Regions from separate parts of the Rattus norvegicus genome. Here region 2 is linked to region 1. The links are chromatin contacts, called in public Hi-C maps. All regions are on one chromosome and are shown on one strand. Each heading gives the region's core, a stretch centred on a gene start, on an enhancer-like site or on the middle of the called end of the contact. The rest is flanking DNA. Distances are from core to core; before and after follow the strand shown.

What was found. Hi-C and Micro-C count contacts between places; a contact is called where the count stands out from the background.
Region 2: a contact with region 1 is called in a Hi-C map of Schwann cells, with 2.6 times the contacts expected there. The contact joins the enhancer-like site here to the promoter of Pheta1 in region 1. A contact is called at or near these places in 10 of 12 Hi-C or Micro-C datasets (the A7r5 cell line, the Rat2 cell line, Schwann cells and 6 more).

What each region holds. Positions count from the first base shown.
Region 1 is chr12:40,375,675-40,381,413 of GRCr8, reverse strand. It overlaps Pheta1 (PH domain containing endocytic trafficking adaptor 1), which reads left to right and starts at 3,604. Exons shown (of 4, transcript NM_001376816.1): 1 at 3,604-3,760; 2 at 5,123-5,205; 3 at 5,636-5,733.
Region 2 is chr12:40,416,805-40,422,543 of GRCr8, reverse strand. Atxn2 (ataxin 2) reads left to right here. Exons shown (of 25, transcript NM_001419737.1): 22 at 3,456-3,601; 23 at 4,105-4,332. Among named protein-coding and RNA genes, the nearest start is that of Sh2b3, 27 kb to the right of the region's middle. Within about 2 kb of position 3,658, at least 21 of the 93 cell types and tissues checked have an H3K27ac peak or open chromatin away from gene starts, as enhancers often do. A contact at or near this core is called in Schwann cells, where this site is marked.

The sequences.
Region 1 (5,739 bases), core at 2,355-4,854:
ACAGATACTGTCTACCCCTGAGCAGCTACATCCCCAGCCCTGGGATCTTCTTCTGAGGCAATAAAAATGGCTCCTGGTTGGGCATGATTATGCTTGCCTGGAATTCTAGCACTTGGGATGTAGAGGCAGGAGCATAGTTAAGCCAAGTCCACCCTGGGCGGGGGAGGGGGGGTTGCTGGGAATTGAACTCAGGATCTTTAGAAAAGCAGTGAGTGCTCTTAACCACTGAGCCATCTCTCCAGTCCCTGAGGTCCTGTCTTAACAAACAAACGAACCTGCCCACAACCAGACAAGGTAGTGGTTTGGTGACATTGGGGATGAATCAAACACAGACAAGTTGGTTGTCTTGAAATCAAATTTTCAAGTAAATTTCACTTCAATTAAAAAAAAAAATAGCTAGGGTTGGGGATTTAGCTCAGTGGTAGAGCGCTTGCCTAGCAAGCGCAAGGCCCTGGGTTTGGTCCCCAGCTCTGAAAAAAAGAAAAAAAGAAAAAGAAAAAGAAAAAGAAAAAAAATAGCTGAGTGGTGACTCACACCTTTAATCCCAGCTCTCAGGAGGCAGAGGCAGGTGGATCTCTGTGAGTTCGAGGCCAACCTGGTCCACAATGAGTTTCAGGACAGCCAGGGCTACACAGAGAAACCTTGCCTGGAACAACCCAAAAACCAAAACAAACCAAACCAACAACGAAACCAATAAAAACTACAAATAATAAAGAACAAACGCCTCCCTGTTTGCTTCGGGTATCTGTCCCTCCGATGTTCATGTAGACTTTCCCTGGGAGACAAACAAATGTGTCCTTCCCCCAGATAGGGACTGTGATGCTTCAGGAGACCAAAGTAAAGATTCTCCCAAAGTCCAATTGGGGGATTTATTTACTGGGGTCACTTACAGAGAGCGTGGGTGACCCCAGAGCAGCTGTACCACCCTCCCCCAGCATAGATGATGACATCTTCATTGCCTCCCCTCCCTGCCAGGTGACCCTGTGTGGTTTACACACCTGCACCTTCAGGGGCCAGGGAGCACGAGGCCCCCTGCATCTGAGGTGGAGCCACATGAGATTGGGAGAGAGATGCAGGAGAGAGGAGTTAAGATGGCCACGAACCCCTCCACTACTAGGAGGGCGCCCAACAGTCAACCTGCTTTGTCCTCATGGGCCGGTCCTGTCCCCACGCCTATCTCTGAAGCAAGTGCCATGGCCAAGACACCTTCCAGGGCCACAGCCAACAAAACCCAGCTCCTTTTAGGGGAGGCCAGAGCAGGAGGTGGCATAGCTGAGCCCTTCGCTTCTCTCCGTCACTTGGGTTCTCCAGCTAGTGGCTCCAGGACACACACAACTGTATGTTTGACAGCGGCCGCCATGTTGAATCCAGTCAAGCCAGGACTAACAGGCTGACCACTGGATAAAAGCTAAATGGCACTTAGGACAGGCCACTGACTGATAACTGACAGGCCACTCACTGAGTGCTGCCTAACTGATCAGACACATGGCTGACCTCTGACTGACTGACCTCTGAAGAGACTCTTAGCGACTGAGAACTGACTGACAACCACCAAACATTACCAGATGACTGGCAGCTGACTGAAAGACTAACAACTGACTGACTGACAGACTAACAACTGACTGACAACTGACAGCTGACTGACAACTGACTGAGTGACTGACAGCTGACTGACAAGTGGCTGACTGACTGGCTGACAGCTGACAACTGACAACTGACTGACAACTGGCTGACTGATCAATGGCTCGAGACCAACTAAGAACCTTCCTTCTTCCCTTCCTCCCTCAGGAAGGTTGGGACTGTCCCTCAGGCTTGGCGATCCCACCAGGGCCTGGTACATGCCAATGCACTCCCCTTTAGCGCCTCAGAAGTTTTCTAGGTCAACATAAGACCCCTCCTGTTGGGATCGTAATCTGTTTGGCGTCAGCCTTCGCCTGTGGTGTGAGGTACTGAGCTGGTTTTGTCTTTGTAGATGGATCCCCTCTGGCTCCAGCCCGGTAAAACATCGCCTAGGCTTTCCCCTTCCAGACGCTCTGGTTATGTCTGTTACTTAGGCCCAAAGACATGGATCCATTTCTAACTCCTTTTTGGAGTCTCTCATCTCGACAGAAAACCATCAAGAAATCTTGCATAGATCTTAAAAGCACGCACAAAGTTTGCCCACTTCGTACTTCTCTCCCCCTCTCTCCTCCAAGTTGCCATCATGACTCGCTCAGACCACTGCAGTAGCCTCATGACTGGCCTCCTAGCCTTCCCTCTTGTCCTACAGCCCCCTAAAGACTGCATTTATGCTCAAAATCCTCCACGGGAGAGGCATCAGAGGGCGGGAAATAAATCCCCCAAATTGGGAGGCAGACAAGAGGCTCTCTGTGAGTTCAAGACCAATTTAGTCTACTAATTAATTTATTCAGTAAATTAATGATTTATCTAATAAACTACCAATTTATTTAATAATTATTAATTAATTGTAATTTTGAATCATAATCTTGCTACAGCTATATATGTATGTGTACGTATATATGTACACGCGTGTGCACACACACACAGTCCTCTTACCTCTTCCTCCCAAGGCCTGAAATCACAAATACTACTACCAAAGCAAAGTTTTCCCAAAGTTCACAGGGTCCTACGCAATATGGCTTCCTAAAAGTGCAGGTCTCCAGTGGGTTAGGTCGCTGCTCCTCAGTGGCCATTCCTGAGAGTTTGTCTTAGCCCTGTACTCCTGCTGTTGCCTATTCCTGCCTCACACCAAGTTAGAACTGTTTGTTGATTGACTCTTGGCTATTTCTCTCTGGATCGGTCTGCACCTTAGTAGGCGCTAGTGAGACGCTGTGGAATCCTGGTCTGTCCTGTTTTGCTCTTGTTCTCCGGATAGGAAGAGGAGGCAGATAGACCAGGAAGTGAAGGATTCTGGGAGGCGGGTCCCTGTGATTTTTGGGAAGCAGGGGAAACCCCAGCAATTCCTACTCACTGGAAGCGCTTGCAGTTCAGTCACACCCTGTAACTCTTTGTCTGTATATTTTACATAGACTCCCAGAGAAGCTGAGGAACTGCTCTGGAAGGTCACGCAGGGGTGCAGTGGGTCGGTGGTCCTCCAACTCTGCTCACTTCTAGAACTTTCTTCACCTGGGCAAGTGTTTGGATGGCTCGGTATCCTCTGCGTTTACAGCAGACTTTCTCTTTCCTTTTTTCTCTTTTTTTTTAATTTTTATTTTCGAGACAGGGTTTCTCTGTGTAGCTCTGGCTGTTCTGGGCTCACTTTGTAGACCAGGCTGGCCTCGAACTCACAGAGATACTGTGTGTACCTTGAGCGCGCCATGGTTAGCAACTTGTGGGAGTCAGTTCTCTGGAACCTTCTACCTTACAGGTCACCAGGCTTGGCGGCAGGCGCCTTTACCCGCCTCGCCGCCTCGCAAGCTTTGTGTCTTAGCTGCGCCAGTTTTTCCTCAGCTCAAATCCTCAGGTCTTCTGGGACAGAACTCTGGGGACTCCTGACCCCGGCACGGTCCCTTTAAGAGTGCTTTTCAGGCGCGGGCGTGGGGGCGTGGCAAACCAGGAGGCGGGGTCTTGTGGGGCTGACCAATGAGCAGGCGTATGTGCTTCAGGGGCGGGACCCTACTGGGCGGGCCGCTCAGGGTTAAAGGGGCGCCCGCGGGTCGCCGCGGCTCGGCCTCCGGGAGACAAAGCGCCCTCTCGTAGCCGCCCCCGAGTGGTTCCGGGCCATGGGCGGGACAGGCCATCGCGTCTGTCCCACTTCTAGGTAAGGCCGGGCGGGAGGGGACTGCGACGGGGACGGCATCCGCGCAGCTGTCGCCCGGGACTCGCCCGCGGCCTCCATCAGGGCCGGGCCGAGCGCCGCCTGGACTTGAGGTTGTGCAGCAGTGACTGCCTCAGTTTCCCTCAAGTCCTATCCTTGGGGCCAGCTGTAACCCCACGGATGGTGGGGTCATCGCTTGTCTTAGATTTTCCTATATTTATTTTTTGTTTATGCGTGCGCGTGTGGAGGTCAGAAGACAACTTGCCGGAGTCGGTTCTTTTAATTCTTCCACTTGGTTTCTGGGAATCGAACTCAGGTCAGAAAGCGTGGCAGCAAGCGCCTTTATCCGTTTTGCCAGTCCTGCCTTTTTGTGGGTTTTGTTGGTTTTTTTTTTTTTTTTTTTTTTTTTTTTGGTTCTTTTTTTCGGAGCTGGGGACCGAACCCAGGGCCTTGCGCTTCCTAGGTAAGCGCTCTACCACTGAGCTAAATCCCCAGCCCCGGTTTTGTTGGTTTTGAGACAAGAGTCTTAACTGCATAGCCTTGGCTGGCCTGGAACTCACTATGTAGACCAGACTATCCTCGCAGAGATCCATCTATATCTTTGCATCAAAGGTGTGCACCGCTATACCAAGCAAGTGTCCGTTTTTTGTTGTTGTTGTTGTTGGTGGTGGTGGTGGTGGTGTTTTTGTTTTTGTTTTAAAATAAACAAAACAAAACAGGGTCTTGCTGTGTCTGAGTCAGGCTGGCCTCTGCCTTCCAAGTGCTGGAATGGCAGGTGTGAGGGCCACTTTGGGTTTGTCTTATTTTAGAATACTCTCCCTAAAGTTTGTCACGGGCTGTCCTTATGTTAGCTCAGCTGAGCCTCCTTGAAACCCATTGAAGCAACTGAGGTCTGGGAAGTGCCAGTGACTGGTCTTCCAACCTGGACCAGCGGGGACAGCAACTTGGTCCCTAAAGTATCTTGCTTAGGTCCTGTTACTTGTAGCTTGGTGCGCTTAGCAGACTTTGAACCTGAATACAGCAGGACAGTTGGAAAGTGGGGAGCGCTTGCTCCCTCCAACGGGAAGCTAGAGCCTGTGTGTTTGCCGAGCCAGAGCAGGCAAGGACTAGGGACCTGGCTGGGCCTTCTGTCTGTTGGTGACCTTGGGCCAGGGTACCCCCACCTGGGCAGTTGAGGGAGGATGGCTGATGGGCCGGCCCCAGGCAAGATAGTGTCAGTCTAGGTGGGGAAGAAGGACCCAAGGTTTCTGCCCCACTGGGGTGTTTGCTCCGAGCCCTGGTCTTTTTCACATCTATGAATGTGGGATGGGGACCACCCCTTGTCCCAGAGTCCTCATGTTGACAACGGTTTGCTTTGTCGTGTAGGCTCCTGAGCACACACTACACACTGGACACTCAAATCCAGACGGAAAAATCCTCCCCTTCCAGAGCAGGCATGAGTGATCCAGGTATAATTTCCAGCGGGGGTGCAGGATAGTGCCGGGTGGTCTGTTTTGGTCAGAGGGTGCCACCTCCTCCTTCTAGGCAATAGTGAAGCCTGGGAGGAGGTAGGAAAAGAAGGCACCCCAGGGAGGAAAGTGTCTGGTGTATTTGAGCAAGGTAGCCAGGTGGCAGGCAGAGGTTGGGGAAGGAGCTGAGATTCGGGGTTGGGCTGGGCTAGAGGCAGTTAGAAGTCACGGGAGGCAAGAGTCCCTCTGTGGTCCCAGGGGAGGGCCCTAGAGAGGTGATGTTACCTTGAGGCAGCCAGATAGGAAGGGACAAAGGTGGAGCCGCCGCCAAGTATACCGTCAACGGCTGCCACAGACAGAGGGCCCGGTTCCCTGTGTCCAGTCTCATTGCCATAACCTTGACTCCGATAGTTCTGCTCTCATATTATAGACAAAGAAGGAGAGGTCCAGAGAGACTGACTGTGTGCCCCTGAGGTGACCCAGCCTGGAGACTGTGAGCCACCTTGGGACGGGAGTGAGCGGCTTGCGGTAGGT
Region 2 (5,739 bases), core at 2,409-4,908, 41 kb before region 1:
ACTTGTGCATCCAGGGTCAAAATGAGAGAACCTATTTACAGATTAAACATCTGGCCCTGGGGACTGAATTTGCTTCTCTTAACATCTTGACTCAGGAGACTGTTTCTGGAATGCAGTTAATGATAAAAAGATTTGACGTATTTAGAATTTTAAACACTTAAGTCAGGAAGCACTTTGTCCTCACCTCACCCAGCTCTCATGGAGGCCGCAAGCCTTGTAAGTAGTGGTTTAGCAAACAGCGGTTTCAGAGCTTCTGAGAGGATTCATGGTATTTCTAGCGTAGAGCAGAAAACCATTTAATCCTGCCCTTAGCTGAAAGCCTTGCTCATTATTCTAGAATTCTGTTCTTGTTCACCTTCCCCATCTCTGCTTTCTTTGTTGTTTTTATAATTTCCCCTCTCCTCACTTTTTACTGCACTTAGCTTTGCTGTTGGTCGAATTACAGTTTTAGATTCCCATTTCCCCAGTTTTTCATATTTTATTCACGGGGAAAGGGTCACATAAGGTGCTTGTTTTTAGACTCTGAGCCACACAAAGTGAGCGGATGAAAACACTTCTGTGGGTGCTCCTGACTGCTGTGTTATGTTAGAGTGCATGCTTGTGGGCCTCAGCAGGTCAGCAGTGCTCACTTCTGCTGAGGACTCAGGCTTGGTTCCCAGCACCCTTGTGGCTGCTCACAGCCATCTGTAACTCCAGTTCCATGGGATCCAGTACTCTCCTCTGGTCTCTGTGAGCACTGCACACATGTGTGTTGCACAGACAAAACACTCATATGCATACAATAAAGAAAACTTGTTAAAAGATGTGTGATAGGGCCAGCAAGATGGCTTAGAGTTTCATCTCCAGAATCCACATAAAAGCAGAAAGAGACAACCTCCTCTGCTGACTTGCACAGAGAGCCATGTAACCTTCCTCCACTCCATCCCCTGGCGCGCGCGTGTGCCCGCCTACACACACACACACACACACACACACACACACACACACACACACACACACACACACACACCAATAATAATTTTAAGGTTTTTAAGAGCCTTTAAATGTCCTTATATATATAATTAAATTCAAAACTGAATGTGGTAGCCAGATTATGACCCCACCACATGAGGAGCTAAGGTCGGAGAGCCTCTTAGAAGTCCAAGGTCAGGCTAGAGAGATAGCTCAGTGGTTAAGAGCACTGACTGCTCTTCCAGAGGTCCTGAGTTCAAATCCCAGCAACCACACGGTAGCTCACAGCCATCTGTGTGTCACAACATCTTCTGGTGTGTCTGTGAACTCATATGAATAAAAAAAAATTAAAAACTCTTAAGGTCATTTTCAGCTGCTTGTCAGGCTTTTGGGAAGCTTGGGTTCTACCAATCCCTGCCTCTAATTAATTACAAACTCTTAAGAACATGGCTGAGAGCATAGCTCATTGGTAGACTGTGTGCTTAGTGTGCTGGAGGCTCTGGCTTCAATCCTCAGCATAAACTGTGAGTGAGTGAGTACTAAAGCTGTTTGGTCCCGATCCTGGCTGGATATGGTGTCCTGGTGTGAATCTACTTGGAATCTCAGGGATGGTGGGTTCCAGGCCATCAAGCTATAGAGGAAGAAGGAACAAGGGGAAAAAAATCTTTTAATTCTCTTTCCAGACGACAGTGTCAAGACTTTGCATTTTCCCTGTTGACAAATGTCCTTCTGAGACTTGACAGACATAATTCTGTCGCTGCAGTGGCTCTGCTCCCGTGGTGGTGGTGGCACAGCATTCACTAGAGCTCCCTTCAGGGTGGTTTGTTGTTTGCCCGCTGTTCTGGGACTGGAGCTCAGGGCCTTCTGTGCAAAGCTCTGCACTGGCTGTGTCTCCAGCCTTTTGTTTACTTTTTAAAAACTCCTTTCTAATCTGAATACTTAGGAATTCATTGCTAATGGAATTTTAGAGCTTGAGCTTCTGTACCCACTATCTTTATGAGACCCCATAAGTAGACATCTAGGATTGCTTTACCTCACTGGGACTTAACATTGTTTTAAGGAAACACTTGATAAACACTGGGTGGGGTTTTAATGTTTGTGGTTTTAAAATGAGACATTTGGACCAGTTATCACCATCCAGCAACCTAGTCTACATTAGCAGACCCTATCTCTAAAAACAAGTAGTTTTAAGTGCTATATGGTCATGCGTGGCTTTTAACAATCAGCAAGTTAGAAGACAGACTGCTCTCCCTGACTCCCTGAAACATTGTGACATTATGCTGCTTGGTGTTCTCATTACACATCTGTTGACCCACCTGTGTGTGGACACACATTTGTGTCCCGGAAGCTTTCAAAGGTTCTGAGCACAGTTGCCTTCATCAGTCTCAGCTGGATACTGAGGGACATTGGTGGGAGCTGTGGCCTTGGTGGTTGGATACAAAGGCCATGCCAGCTCGGGCACTCTGCTTTGTCCTCTCAGATGCATTCGCCATTCAAGACCACACATTGGAAATAGGATGCCCTGCCCTGCACTGTGACATCTCAGGAATGTTCCCTGTCCCTTACTTAGCTGGCATGCAGCCAGAGTCCTCCATGCTGGCTATTCTGGGAGCTTTGGTGCTGACCCTAAGTGGTTTTGCTTCTCTGTCACACCATATCAGTGTTTGCTGACATGTTACCCAAAGTGCATGAAACTGTGGCAACATCTGTGTGTGGGCGTGGCTGTGGAGAGCTAAGGGCTCAGATGAGATGTGCGTCCTGAGAGCAGTTCAGTTTCTGCTTGATGTTTAGTTGGTGCTTGGTGCCCTGAGCTACCCAGACTCAGTAGAGTGAGGCCTTCCCTGGCTTCCATTCTCAGCATGATGCTCTGTAAAGGCATGGTTCACTTAACACTTGATCTCCTTGTTTATCCTCCTAGATGGACAAAGAGCTGCCTCCGGGTCTGTCTTTGTGGTCACATTAAAGAGATGTTAAAAAGCTGTTGCTTTGGTGTTGTTCTAGATAACAGGGCGGGGCGGACAGTCTCCTCTCCAGGCCTTGATTAGGAGATCCTCAGCGGGGACCGAATAGTGAAGTGGGCATGTGACTGACTGAGATGGCTTGTGCACAGGGACCATTCCTGGGCAGTAGCATGGTGAGGTAATCAGATGCCGACCTTGTAAGAGAGGCTGCACTGTCTTCATTTGGGCCAGTGTGTGTCTGTTGGAGTTGTTTCTACCTAAGCCTCCAAGAGAAACAGGGACTGTCTGAGTAAAGTCAAACTGACTCAGTGTTAGCGCAGTGTGTAGAGCTATAGCATATGGGTCACATGCTGGCCTTGTCCGGCAGAGCCCTTCCATCTATTTTTCGGACTAGACTGGGCCTGCTGTACAGGGCTTCAGAGAATGGCAGTGGAATGAGTTATACTGCAGTGGTCAGGAAAGCACTGTAAATTAGGCATAGGTGGGCTGGCAGGGGTCATCGATGTGTGTCAATTGTACACATTCCTTTTCCTCTCACCCCAGTTTCCACCGGCTCCCTCGCTCAGCAGTACGCACATCCTAATGCCACCCTGCATCCACACCCTCCACATCCTCAGCCTTCGGCCACTCCCACCGGACAGCAACAAAGCCAGCATGGTGGAAGTCATCCTGCACCCAGTCCTGTTCAGGTAAGCAGAGGCCTGACCTGTGCGTGCACAGCTGCTCCCTTGCTCGCTTGTCCCTGCCACTTTACTTACAAGACTCCGTGTGATCAGGGCCACCATCCTCAAGCAGCTGCGAGCTGTTGTGGGTACAGGGGAGGTCTTGAAAATGTGCGTCGAGGTAGGCCATTCCCTAAGGGTGAATGCCAGAAACAGAAGTGTTAAAAGGCTCTTAGTTAAGTATAAAGCACTCTGGAATTTCATTCTTGAAACCAAGCCATAATGCTGCCTTCTGTTGGCTTCCTCAGTCACACGTGCTAATGAGGACAGTTAAGGCCTTGTTTGGGCTTGTAACTGCCCAACTGAGACTTGGGCTCGAGTTCCAGAAAAGACCCTCTGGTCAGGGCATGCCTGTGCTCTCCCTTCTCACCTCCCTGGGGTGTGGTGGGATGTGCTGGCCTGTTGCTGTCACTCTATGATGCTCTGACCCCAGTGGCTTCTCAGTGAAGAAGTTTCCTATTGCTTTACAGCACCATCAGCACCAGGCCGCCCAGGCTCTTCACCTGGCCAGTCCACAGCAGCAGTCGGCCATTTATCACGCGGGGCTGGCACCAACACCACCTTCCATGACACCTGCCTCTAATACACAGTCTCCACAGAGCAGTTTCCCAGCAGCACCACAGACAGTCTTCACCATCCATCCTTCTCATGTTCAGCCGGCATACACCACCCCACCCCACATGGCCCACGTACCTCAGGTAAACCAGCACTAGCCAAGTTTTTGTGAAGGCCACATAGGGAGTGGTGGTGGTCAGATAAGCAGCAAGGAGCCAGTTGCTCCCCAAGCCAGGAAACCCTGTGTGTGGTGCCATCTGCCTGTCTGCCCCTTTCCTGCTTAGTACGTGATCTTCTGGCCCTCAGTGAATGTTGCTATGATTTTGTGATGGATCAGTGAAATTGTGATTTAGCATTTCCCAGCTGAGACCTAAAACTCTGAGTCTGGAATGCACCCCAGTCCTTTCCTTTCTGTGTCTGCTTCGCTCCGTCTCTCTAGCTTCACCACTGTGTATATGTGTACACATACAGACACCTCTACACACGCACATGTGAGAGCCCGAGAGCAGGGTGGCAGGCAGCGGTTCTCAGCTCTCTGAGGGGGACTGCACTGGGCCTGTTAGCTTGAGTTAGTCACAGGAATTCTGAGAAGTGTCCCAGTTGTTTTGCCTGGTTACCTCTGCTGTTATCCTGTACTGTGCTTCCTGAGCTCGGGCCTTGGACTATGGTGCAGTGGAACTGAAGCTCCAGAGTAGCCCCAGGATCATCTGGAGTTTTCTTACCCCCAGTGTAAGGTCTGAGGTTGAAAGGTGTGGTTGCTGATAGAGCCAGGGCAGCCCAGGGCCATGGAGAGGCCCTCTCTATAGCTGTTAGCGTACGGTGGCTGCATCAGATGTTTCTGCTATTTTTGATCATGGTTCCCTGAGGTGGGTCTCACTTAGAAGAGTTACTGAATGATTCTATTTCCTGTCTCAGTGTGCCAGTGAGGCTCTGGCAAGGTGTGAGCTAAAGATGCCGTGTAGTTGGGTCTCTTGCAGAAGGCTAGCTTGTTACTGTCCTTCCCCTAGAATATACTCCTGTTGATTGGCTGGCAACAGTGGGGAGGGCAGCCAGTTTGGTCAGTGTGCTTTGGTGGAGTGAGACTTAAGAGAATCAGGGTCCTGTGAGTGTCCAGCAGAGGTTGTGAATTTATGTGTAAGATGGGCTCACCCCAAACCTCACTTATGTGTTTTGTCAGAGAGTAAGAGGCTAATATAGGGAAAGCAGAGAGCCACAGGCCTGTTTGGAGGTGTGAACCAGTGCTTTGCTGGTGTGATGGTCTAGAGCGGTGCACAGGATGGGAGGCAGGAAGCAGCTTCTTCCTGCTCGGCCCACTCCCTGCAGAGCCGAGGTCGAGCTTACCAACCCCGTTAGCTGACATCACCTTTCTAACTTAACTTTGTTGCCACTTGATATGGAGCACCGGGTTGATCCAACTTCAGATCACTCTCTGACATCATCTCAGTGGAGCCAGTAACTGCAGCCTCTGCTCCATCAGCTAAGCTTTTAAAGGGAGGGGCCTAAGTGCCACTTCACCCTACTTTGGGGAACCCATCATGACTGGGGAAGGG